Regions from separate parts of the Mus musculus genome. Here all the other regions are linked to region 1. A link is a contact called in public HiChIP or PLAC-seq and promoter capture Hi-C data. All regions are on one chromosome and are shown on one strand. The core of a region is the stretch at or near the end of the contact, and the rest is flanking DNA. Distances in the headings are between cores, read along the strand shown.

Region 1 (2,775 bases), core at 202-2,701:
TGCCACGTGGGAGGCGGGGTGCCAGTTCTGCCTAGTGACCTCTGCCACTGCTAACTACCAAATGCTACATTCCTACAAAGAGCTAAGGATGGAAGGCTGGGAGATCAAGGAGATAAGATTGAGGTCTGTTGAGCCTTCAGGGGATGAAAAATGAGGCCTCTGTAGAGGCCAGCCTGATGAAACCCTTCCTCCCCCTTTCCCAGGTCACCTAGAAAGATGTGACGATGAGGGAGTCAAATTATTGGTTTTCTGCAGTCCAACCACAACTCTGAATGCAGCCTGGGGGCGGGGAGTGGCATGGAGCCCCACCAAAAGCAGAGGAAGCTCACAGTTATTCATTTCTCGAAGGTTCTCTGTTAACAGAGGCAGCCTGAGGTCCTTTTACTTATGTCCTTTAACACAATCACAAGAGAGGAAGTGATACCAAGCTACACGGCTGACCTGCAGTGTGGAATTTGTACCCAGACTTGTTGCCATGACCTAACAGCATAGAGGTCCCTGCAGCAGGAAAACCACAAAGCCCCTCTTTACACCAAGGTCACTGCCTGGGGATGTGACTATAGGGTGAGAAGATGCAGCATTTAGGCTCTTTGAAGACATAAAAGTCTCTCAGACACAACTGGCATCAATGCTGCCCTTACTGACATTCACCTGAGTTCTGAGATCGAGGCTGAATGCCCTTCAAGTTTTTGAAGCTTCCCGGTATCCAAAGAACATTGTTTTCTGCTTTCTTTTGATTTCATCCTTTTCCTCAAACTTCTTTCTTATATCAGACCCTTTCTTATAACAGAAAGGGAGGTGGCAAGAGTGTCCTGGACACAGCAAAGCTTCCGACCTGACTTCCACAGAGCTTCTGTCCGGGTCGTGGAAATAAATATCCACACTCCCGAGGGACAAGTCTCCTGGCCTCGGACTAGATTCCTGTCGGGACTCAGGTCTCCAAGTGCAGGGAGGCTGTTTTGAACAGATGTTATTGCCTGCAACTGCCCAGATCCAGGATCAGGCCGTAGCCCGGACTGGCAGGCCTACTCCCTGGCGCGGCTGCCACAGGTCGTTGCTCGTAGCCAGGCCTCGCTCGAGTCACCAGGGCCTGGGAGAAGCAGGGGGCACTCCGAGGTTCTTTCTGTCCAGCCTGGGCAAACTCTCGGCACCACCTACCTGCTTGCTAAAGGTGCTGGATGCGGATCAAGGAACTGCCGGGGTCGCGAATCCGTGTGTGGCCGACCTCATTCTCCCCTAGTTCAGGAGCCTCTCCGACCCCACGCGCCCAGGCCCAGGGCGCCCATGCGGACTCCCAGGCGTAACTGGCCCTAGCCAAGGTTCCCTCCCTGAAGGATCTCAGTGAACACAGAGTCCTGAGCACCGACGCCCAGGCTGCAAACTTACCAAGAGAAACCAGACTAGGCAACAGGTTGACCGCGTTCGACTGTGCAGAGCCCTCGCAGATGAAGGGGGCGGGACGAAGCCAGCCACGCAGCTATTGGTCAGGCGTGGGGAGGAGGGGCGGGATCGGAAGCGCAGTCATTGGCCTGGCAGAGCCAGACTGTGATAGAGTTGGAAGTACGGCTGTTGGCTGGGCTGGGGATGCCTGGGCGGAGCTGAGCTAGGCCGGTCGCAGGGCCAGTGGATGAGTCCTGATGTTCCGGAGCGGCTGGTCTAGCGGCTGGTGCCCCGCAGGCCTTGCTTGAGGTCTCTTCTGATTTCCTGCAGGTGCATTAGGGAGATTGTTTCTTCCTGCTTAGTCTAGAACACTTTTCAGGGGAAGTCCAGATACCCAGAAAACTGCAGTTCTTAGATTCCGTTCCATTCCTCAGGCAAAGCAGATCTTCTAGCCAAGTACTGGAGGAGAGAGGGTCTTCATGTGATCTGCTCCTATGTCTCCAGTGCTCCATAAACGTAGTGTCGCACAAAATGTCATAGGGACATGAGTGCCTAGCCAGATGACACCAGCTGGGCTGGTAGGAACAGGATGCAGCAAAAGACTGCATCTATCTGGGGATATGCACCAAGCTACAACCGCTTATAGCTCCAACACCAGGGTAACCCGACTCCTCTGACCTCCACTGGCTTACAGAGACAAAGGAACGAAAGCTTTTCGCTTCCAGTCAATTCTTTCAACCAGAAGTAAAAAACGAACATAGTTAAAAAGAAATCAGTTACCTCAGCACGGCTAGATGGTAGAAATGTCTTATAACTCGATGTAGGTGGAGAGTACGCAGCTGGAGCACATGTAAAAATATATCAACTGGGGCTGGTGAGATGGCTCAGCAGGTAAGGGCACTTTTTGCCAAGCCAGAGATCTGAGTCTGACCACTGTAATCTGCATAATGGAAAGAGAACTAACTCCAAAAAGCATTGGCATTTATCACCCCTCCCATCATAAATATAAAACAGGAAAAAAGCTGAAAAATGCATCAATGACATACTTAATGCTATAATCTCCTATCTAATACAGTTTTAAAGACAAGCCTAAGGGAGCACTGAGGTTAGAGCTGCCACCATGCTGGAACTCTTTGAATGAAATTAGATTTTATTACTGTTTGTTTTAGTTAGGGTTCCCGTTGCTATGAAGAGACATCATGAGCATGGCAACTCTTAGAAAATTTAATTGGCATTTGCTTACAGTACAGAGGTTTAGTTCAATGTGGTCATGGCAGGAAGCAAGGTGAAGTAGGCACCATAGCAGGCAGACATGGTGCTGTAGAGGGGCGGAGAGTTCTGCCTCTGCATCCTCAGGCAGCAAGAAGGAAGAGCAAGTCACTGAGCCTAGGTGGA
Region 2 (2,703 bases), core at 126-2,625, 270 kb after region 1:
CGCAAGTTTAATACTAATCCACAATGAGAAATTTGGTAGCTCACCTAAACTGGGCTTCAATTTTTCTAAGTCAACAAAGGACCAAATAAATATAGTGATTGTATGGCTCTGTATTCGTTACAGTGTCTGAAAACTTGACATTCCAATAACCAAAAAGAACACTAGGATTCATTTTTAATCCTACCACTGGTTCCCTGGGAATAACATGAATCAAGTTGGATTTAGTTAATAAAACTATTGCTTAAACTAAGCACAGCTGATATCTTCAGAAATTGTGAATCTCTCAGGTCACATGATGGGAGGGCGGGAGAGAAGGCTGCTAGGTAAATGCCATCTCCTCATCTAGCACCTCACAATCTCACTGCTTTCCCTCCTGTAATCCTCTCTCAATTAGAACAACTGTTAGACATAGGTGATCCCACACTGCTGACTGACAACACTGCAATGAAGGGAGAGCCATCGATTTCTCTCATGATCAAACTGCAACCATGACCTCTTACCAACCTCTAACATTTCCAATCCTGCCTAAAACTGAGATATTCAAACACATCACAGAAATTACACAAAATAAAATAAAATAAAAAATAAAAACACTGTTCAGACAGTCATTCCTGATTTTGATTCATGGATAAACTACATTTTATGACAAATTGTCGACCTCTCTGTGTTTGGGTAAAACTTAAGAATGTTTTAATAGACAATTCATTCAATTGTTACTATTACTATACATTAGTATGCAAATGCCCACACGTGCCTAACTCTGTGCTAGGAGAACACTAAGAACACACATGAGCTGGGGCAGATTCCACCAGCAAGGCCAGGTGACATGATACTTGCCAGATGAAAACCTCAAGAGGCATTTAGGGCTTTTTCTGAGGAAAGCATCAGATTGTAATTTAAGATAACACTCAAGTTAACAAGATATTTAAAAAATCTTTCCACTTTAGTCTCTAATCATACAATGGTCTTGCCACAATCCCCTATATACTTGTAAAACACTAAATAATCACATGATTAAAGATATCATCTTTCCCCACTATCTAGCTTCTAAACGGTCATTCTTCACAACTCCAGAATGGCACTTTTATCCTTTTCCTAATGCAAGTTAAATTACTTGTATTAGGAAACTCCAACAGAAAATTTGAATACCTGTAGGACTATATAATGTAAGCATTAGAGTATTAAAGAAAGAAGCAGAAAGCAGTAACAGAAGCAAAATAAGAAAAGTCAGCATCAGCAGGCTGTTAAGTTTCTCAATCTTAAAGCACACTTTCAAGTGACTAGGTAAAATGGCCATTCTGCATGTCCCTTATGGCAAATGCTGTGTTTGCAGAAGGCAAAATGCTGAGGTCAGAACTCAGGATCTTGTGCAAGCTAGATAAACACTCTATTGCTGGCCCACAACCCTAGTCCTTTGCATGTCCTTTACAGGACTAAGGTTCCTGGAGCAAATGGAAAAAGAGCTCTGCTGGTCAGAAAAGTATTCCTGAGCACACACCTGGATATAGTGCAGACTTCAGACTTGCTCTTTGACCCCATAACCTCCCAGTCCTATTCCCCTTACCTTATCGTGCACTTAGAACTGCCTTCTCTCCTTTTTTCTCCCCAAACCTCTTACCATTCAGATACAACTGTTAGGAAGTTGATATTAAAAATGAATATAAGATGTAAGACAGTAATAGAGCCTTTGCTTTCCAATTACCTGTTGTACAAGACTGCTGAATGGCCAAATCTGTTGACATCATGATGGAGCTCAGGTCTGGGAAGCACTGACCATCGGTCACAAGCTAAGGGGGAGAAAAACACATTTCAGAGTAGGTTGTCATATATAGTCCATGTGAACTCTCAGTCTTTATAGAAAAAAACATAAATTTTGAACCCAGCACTCAGAAGGCAGAAGCAGGAGGGTCTCTGTGCATTCAAGGCCAGCCTGTTCTACCTACTGAGTTTCAGACAGCCAGGTCAGAGAAACCCTGTCTCAAAAAAAAAAAAAAAAGGAAAACAAAGAATGCCTCATCCACAGCCTCATACCACATGCTTGTCTGTCTTTTAGTTATGTTATTATGTGTAAAGGAAAGCAGCAACAGCAGCAGCAATGTTTCAGGGCATGAAATAAATATACTGCACAGAACTTCTAATTAATGTAGTCATTCATCACCCACAACCCCCCTCCTGATGGTCACCACTCTGCTGTCTACCAGTTTTCCCTACCAGAATGTCTGCTTTAGTATTTGTGGTGCTAGGGATCAGTCCCAGGGCCTTGTGTATAGCAGGCAAGCACTCTACTGCTGAGATGCATCCCCGGAGCACCACAGTATTTTCTAACTTAAAATTTTTAATGCTAGGTATACAGCTATTTTAACTAGGGCACACATCTGTAATCCTAGCACTTGGGAAGGTGGAGCCAGGAGAACCAGGAGTTCAAAAGAGCCTCAGCTACAAGTACACAGCAAATCTGAGGCCTTTGCAGATAAGCTTTAATAAAAATGAACACACAGAGCACATATTTCACCTATGTCCTTCCTCAGCCGCCTGCACCCTAAATTAGGCTAAAGGATTTCTTTGTTGACAAGTCTGAAGGATTCTCCAGTCATTTTTAGCCACTCTTCTGGCCATTAACATATCTCACAGGTCATCAATCTCACCTATTTTCTCCCTGCTTCTCTGACACTCTCTTTAGTCTCTACTCTTGTTCAGACTCTG
Region 3 (2,766 bases), core at 227-2,726, 260 kb before region 1:
CAGGCAAAATACTAGTACACATAAAATAAGTCAAAAACAGAGATCTTTGTATTCATAAATTAATTTTTTAATCATAAGAAAGAATAAAAACAGGGGTAGAAAGTGAACAGAGGATGGCAAGAAGGGCAGTCAGGAGAGGAAATGCTGAGAACAGAGCCCTGGGGCCCTCAAGCATTTAACAGCAAAACTAAGGGGAAGGGGACAGGCTAGGGCAGGCTGGTAGAAGGGAGGAACTGGGGCACCCAGGGAAAGATACAACTCTAGGACAGAGCTTTCTAAAGACACTGCAAGGCAAGCAAAACCTGCTAGAGCGGCCCTGGATGGACTGCAGAAGGAAAGGGTGCCTGCTTCTTAGGGGCACTGCTTAAAGTCAGAACTTCCGAGGAGATCCTTGTGATGGGAATTGGGTGCCTGGCTGACGGGGGATGAGGTTCAAAGCCAAACAGGGAGACTGTGAAATGACGAGGGCGGACAAAGACTGTTCTCAAAACCTGCTGGGTAAGAAATGCCAGGGACATCTAAAGGGATGGTCACAGGGCCCAGGAGGAAGCGCGGCCCTTCAAGCCCTGTAATGCTCCTTCCTCTGTAAGAGGAAAGGGACAGAGGTAGCAGAACACAAATAAATGAGGGCCATTCAAACACTTTCTTGACCTTCTCTTTACCCCCAGCCTGGGTGACCTCCACTCAGCACCTGCTGTTTCCCCCACAAGCTCGGCCAAGTGGACCCCAGGCGGGACGGTGCTGTGCCACTATCAGTTGGCTCCTCCAACAACCTGTGGGCACGGCTCACGAAAGGGCCAGCCACGGCGCGGTTTGCTCAGGTGCAAGACCCAAAAGGTCCGCGCACCGCTCACCTGCTCCACAGCCGCGCCACCTCCAAGCCGGCGGCCGGCCTCGGCACCCCTTCCCGGCGAAGCGACTTGCTCCCTTCCCTTCGTCAGCCTGGCTCCGGCCAAGCCGGGCAGCCTGTGAGCCCCGGGGCAACCCGCGGGAGAGCGGCTCCCCACTCCTCCAGCTGTCCCAAGGAGACCGGCAGACGCCGGGCCGCCGCCGCCGCCGCCGCCGCCGCAAGCTGTGTTCCCTCCCCTCCACAGCGCACACCCTCCGGGCCGACCGAGTGCCTCGCCGGCTTTGTCTGCGCCGCCGCGCTGGGCGTCCGGAGGATGCGGCCCGGACCCCGGGGTCGCGGCCAGCCCGGGCAGCCTCTTCTGCCCACCGCCCGCCGCCGGCCTCCATCGGGAGCCCCTTGCCTACGAGGCTCGGTGGCTGTCCGAGCCCGGGTCGGGGAGGCCGCACGGTACCTTTCCTTGCGGAGCCCGGGAGCGTCTTCGCGAGCGGCCTCGGCCTCTCCGCCTCCCCTCCTCCGCAGCCACTGGGCTTCCTCCTGCAGCCGCCGCCGGGACCGTAGGGCCGAGCCAGCCGCCGGGGCCTGTGCGGGGGCCCCGCTCCGCCTCGCGTCCCCGGCCCACCCCGCCTGGGTGCTCCGCCCCGGGCCCGCCCACCGGGGGCGGGGAGCCCGAGGCCACCCAGCCTGGAGTTGCCCGCGGCACAGCCACCTGCACTCCCCTATCTCGCAAAAGGGACGCCTCACCCACCTATCCGCCCAGAAACAGAGCCAGCCCCGCGACGCCCCGCCCTGCAAAGCAGACGAGGTCTTCCGGCACTGTCAGAGCGCTGCGCCCACCTCAGTTTACCCAGACTCTGCCGCCCTTTTGAAAAGAAGAAAGGGCCCCTCTTGTCCTGGACTGTCTCTCGTCCTGCAGGTCTCAGGTGGGTGCCGGCGGGAACCAGGAACCTCAGGTGAAAGGAAAAGAATGCTCACATCCTCTCAGTACCCAGCCCATGTCCTGAAGTGGCCCTTTTTAAAAAGTGTATTTCCCTAGTAAAACCCTCAAACTTTTAATAAAAGCCAACGTTAATACTAGGTGGCACTTTTTCCTTTTTTCAAAAAAAAATTAATTGGTATCAATTATTTTTTAGCGGGCAATAGTGGCACATGCCTTTAATCTGGTGGTTCTCCAGCTTCCTAATGCTGACACACAGTTCCTCGTGTTGTAGTGACCCCCCAACCATAAAATTATTTCATTGCTACTTCGTAACTGTAATGTTGCTACTGTTATGAATTGAAACATAAATAAATATCTGACATGCGACCCCTATGAAAGGTCGTTGGAACCCTAAGGGATAGTAACCCACAGGTTTAGGACCACTGCGGAATCCCTCTAGAAGCAGGTGGATCTCTGAGTTCAAAGCCAGTCTGAACCACAGAGTAAGTGTAGGACAGCCAGAGTCAAACAGAGAAATCCTGTCTTGAACCACCCCCAACTCTCCCCCTCCACACACACACACAAAAGTAAGAAAATTATTTTTTATTCATCTCTGCACCTCCTAATCTGTTTTTTCGTATGTTTTGCTGGTACTACACCAGGTCAACACTTGGTCCGAGGGAATACAAGCCCCTGGTGGCCGCAGAGCCTCTACTCCGAACTGTGTCTCTGGAGGGGGCCCTCCCCTGATTTCAACCTGGAACCAGGCAATGCTGAGCACAGGTCGCTGTAGGTTCAGCCCGGAGAGATCCTGGATGTGGATCACATGCTCGTGATCCCAGCCTCAGAAGGCCATGTGGGGGGGGGGGGGGTACAGAGTTCAAGGCTAGCCTTGGCTACATACCAACTTCAAGGCCAGGCTGAGCCACACAGTGAAAGCCTGCCTCAAAGAAGCAAGAAGTAGAGATGTGGCTCAACAGCAGAACACACTTCTCAACAT
Region 4 (2,706 bases), core at 41-2,540, 390 kb after region 1:
CAGAATTTAGGAGGTTGAAGCAAGAGTTCAAGGGTTCAAGTTCAGGGGTTCAAGGTCAGCCTAGGCTACATAAAACATACCAAATGGAGGAGGAAGGAAGAAGGTGAATATCACATTTGCTTGTAGAGAAAAGATGTATTCTCAAAGCTGATTAACAGAGCTGGAGATGTATATAATGACTGGGTGCGTAAAAGCTCGAGGTGTTTCAATAAATTGACTGTTTAGCAATTTACAGTCTCCTGGCTGTTAACAGTGGTCTACAGAACAAAGCAGCTAAGAAAGGCTCTTTCATTCGGAAGCCTGGTCATTGCGCTGCTGATTGGGCTGCTGTCAATGATTAGCTGGGTTTCAGAAGCTGTTGATAACTGGCTGATTTGGAAGCCCCTGAAGAGAGGCTGTCTCTGATTGGCTGATTTTCAGATACTGTGTTGGTTACCTCTAAACAATGGTTACACATTCACGAGTTGGGTCTGAAGGCAAAATTTTATTTTCCTTTAAGTATAAAAATAAGCATTTTAGTTCCTTCTCTTTTTCAAACCTGCAAGAGATACCTTGGGGATTGTTAAAATCTTTATGAGTGGAAGAAGGATTTTTTTCAGCCAGTACTATTTATAAATAATTCAAAGGCTGATCATTGTAGCAGGGAAACTAGTCTTGTGGTGTTATAATTTACCATGAAAAGATGAATTTAGGACACGTAGGACATCTTGACAAGGTCGATATGTGATGCTAAAGTAGACCTTGTATATAGTAAGCAACTCTCCACTTTATGCAGGAAGGAACTTGGGCTCTGAGATTTTTTCTGGCCCACCGACCCACAGCTGGAAACAATTCTATCCAGACTCTGAACTGCAAAGGCAGGCGTCTCCTGGGATACTGTGAGCACACTGATGCCAGTGCTCTCAACAGGCCGCATCGCTAAGGGGCCGAACGTTCCAAGGATGGATAGGCAACTGATGTGAAACAGATAACTGTAGCCAGGCAGCGGTCCAGGACACCTAGAGATAAAGCCAAATACAGACCAGAAGAAGCCTAGCCCGGCCCTCGCGGGAGCGAGACCCCGCCCCGGGCGCGTCCGCGAGCGTGGCTGTAGCTCCCGCAGAACCCTCACCGCACTGAGAGACCTTAGGGCCCGGAGGTGTGGTGTCCCGGAGCCTGCGCCTGGCGGCCCGCACCCCAAGTCCGTCTGGCTCCTCCGCAGCACGGTGCGGCGCTGGGCCGGACTCACACTGACGCCCCCGCTGCGCGCGCTCCCGCCCCGCCCCCGCGTGCCCGCGCGCGCCGACCCCGCCCCCTTGGCGCACCCTCGCTCCGCCCTGCCGCTGGCCCGCAGCGGTGCCGGCCCCAGCGACCCTCCGCGGCCCCCAGGTCCTACGCCGCCAGCCTCCATGGACTCGTTCGACCCCCAGCAGCTGGGGCTGTCCCCCGCGCGCTTCGCTGGCACCTTTGGCAGTGGGGCGGCCTCCGTCAGGTATGCCGCGTCGAGACAGCCGAGGGTGGCCCGGGATGCGCCTTGGGGCGGCTACGCCTCGGGCGGCAGGGCGTGGTCTGATATGGCTTCCTTGCGGAGGATTGTTTCAAACGGCTCTGAGAAGAACGTTTGCCCAGGGACAGGCGGCCTTCTGGAGGGACCCTGCTATGTCTGTAGCTCGACAACCCACTGCGGTTTCCGGGAAGACCCCATTGTGACATCCCCACCCCATGGACCGGTTTTCCCTTAAACCTTCCCCACCGACAGCCCACCGCTAGAGGCCCTGTGTTCACGCGAGTGGAGCTCCCGAAACTGCCGCGTAAACCCCTTTGCTCCTAGGTGTCCAGACCCTTTGCCCCAGACTGCCGCTCGATTATAGAGTTTCCAGTCCCCTGCGTGTACAGGGAACTCCGCTCACCTGTCCCTGGCCACTGCATCCAACCCCTTTCCCTTGGGGAGCACCTGTTTCAGGGGCTTGAAGGTCATTGGGGGCGCAGGAAGAAAAAGGAAACTGGATGGAGAGGGAAAAGGAGGCTCGGAACCCCCCAGAGCGGCTGACACTAGGTTCGTGATAAGGAGTGCGGGTGGACTGGAAGGGGAGTTGATATTAGGGAGTGCTGCCCTGCCCTTTTCCATACAGAAGATCTGTTTCCAATTTCTGCTCTCTGTCTTTGGGGCTGACCTTGATAGCCGTCCGGGCTTTGTTTGTGAAGGAGCTAGTATGCGGCTGCCAGAGAAACGCGGAGGTTGGAGTGGTGGAGGTGTTGCAGTAGGAGCCTATAAGAAAGGGAAGGGAGGAGTCATTGGGGTTTGGGTACTGCTAACCTGTCATTAAACCAGAAGAGGCCTTTTTTGTTTGCTTACTTGCAGCCATTTGGCAAAGCAATATGCTATTGTTCCCTTGAGTGGGGGTTGTCAACTAATATTAGAATAGCTTATCCTATTTTCTGTCTTTTTTTTTTTTTTTAATTGAGACCGGGTCTCACTGTAGACCAGGCTGACCTTGAACCCGAAAAGATCCACCTGCCTCTGCCTCCTGAATGCTGAGTCTGTGCCACCGTGTCTGGCCGGCTTTTTCTGTGTTCTTGATTGAGTGTTGTATTGTGTTCTCTCTCTCTCTCTCTCTCTCTCTCCTCTCTCATGTCTGTCTCTCTCTTCTCTCTCTCTCTGTCTGTGTGTGTGTGTTTCTTTCTAGTATTGAGGGTCAAATCCCAATACATTGCTTTTGCTGGACA

The links. Promoter capture Hi-C pulls out the DNA fragments that hold promoters and counts their contacts. HiChIP or PLAC-seq counts read pairs in DNA pulled down with a chosen protein or histone mark. Capture Hi-C pulls out chosen DNA fragments and counts their contacts.
Region 2: an H3K4me3 HiChIP or PLAC-seq map of bone marrow-derived macrophages shows a contact between it and region 1, with 2.4 times the contacts expected there. The contact joins the enhancer-like site here to the promoter of Mavs in region 1. A contact is called at or near these places in 7 of 39 promoter capture datasets (3T3-L1-derived adipocytes, the C10 cell line, the HPC-7 cell line and 3 more), 1 of 15 datasets of contacts at CTCF or cohesin (the NIH/3T3 cell line), 9 of 484 Hi-C or Micro-C datasets (the G1E-ER4 cell line, the STO cell line, Th1 cells and 5 more), 5 of 115 datasets of contacts at active chromatin or transcription factors (bone marrow-derived macrophages, embryonic stem cells, fibro-adipogenic progenitors and 2 more) and 1 of 9 other capture datasets (embryonic stem cells).
Region 3: a promoter capture Hi-C map of erythroid cells shows a contact between it and region 1, with 4 times the contacts expected there. The contact joins the promoter of Smox here to the promoter of Mavs in region 1. A contact is called at or near these places in 5 of 39 promoter capture datasets (the 3T3-L1 cell line, erythroid cells, hippocampal neurons and 2 more), 1 of 484 Hi-C or Micro-C datasets (nephron progenitors), 8 of 115 datasets of contacts at active chromatin or transcription factors (bone marrow-derived macrophages, effector CD8 T cells, embryonic stem cells and 5 more) and 4 of 9 other capture datasets (adipose tissue, liver, macrophages and 1 more).
Region 4: a promoter capture Hi-C map of adipose tissue shows a contact between it and region 1. The contact joins the promoter of 4930402H24Rik here to the promoter of Mavs in region 1. A contact is called at or near these places in 1 of 39 promoter capture datasets (liver) and 2 of 9 other capture datasets (adipose tissue and pancreatic islet).

What each region holds. Positions count from the first base shown.
Region 1 is chr2:131,232,739-131,235,513 of GRCm38.p6, reverse strand. It overlaps Mavs (mitochondrial antiviral signaling protein), which reads right to left and starts at 1,451. Exons shown (of 7, transcript NM_001206385.1): 1 at 1,387-1,451.
Region 2 is chr2:130,963,928-130,966,630 of GRCm38.p6, reverse strand. It overlaps Atrn (attractin), which reads right to left. Exons shown (of 29, transcript NM_009730.3): 11 at 1,703-1,787. Among named protein-coding and RNA genes, the nearest start is that of Atrn, 59 kb to the right of the region's middle. Within about 2 kb of position 1,375, at least 6 of the 459 cell types and tissues checked have an H3K27ac peak or open chromatin away from gene starts, as enhancers often do. A contact at or near this core is called in bone marrow-derived macrophages, where this site is marked.
Region 3 is chr2:131,490,572-131,493,337 of GRCm38.p6, reverse strand. It overlaps Smox (spermine oxidase), which reads right to left and starts at 1,476. Exons shown (of 7, transcript NM_145533.2): 1 at 1,302-1,476. It overlaps Gm30679, which reads left to right and starts at 1,062. Exons shown (of 2, transcript XM_030252306.1): 1 at 1,062-1,770. The coding sequence starts at 1,164.
Region 4 is chr2:130,838,729-130,841,434 of GRCm38.p6, reverse strand. It overlaps 4930402H24Rik (RIKEN cDNA 4930402H24 gene), which reads left to right and starts at 1,290. Exons shown (of 37, transcript NM_029432.2): 1 at 1,290-1,471. The coding sequence starts at 1,389.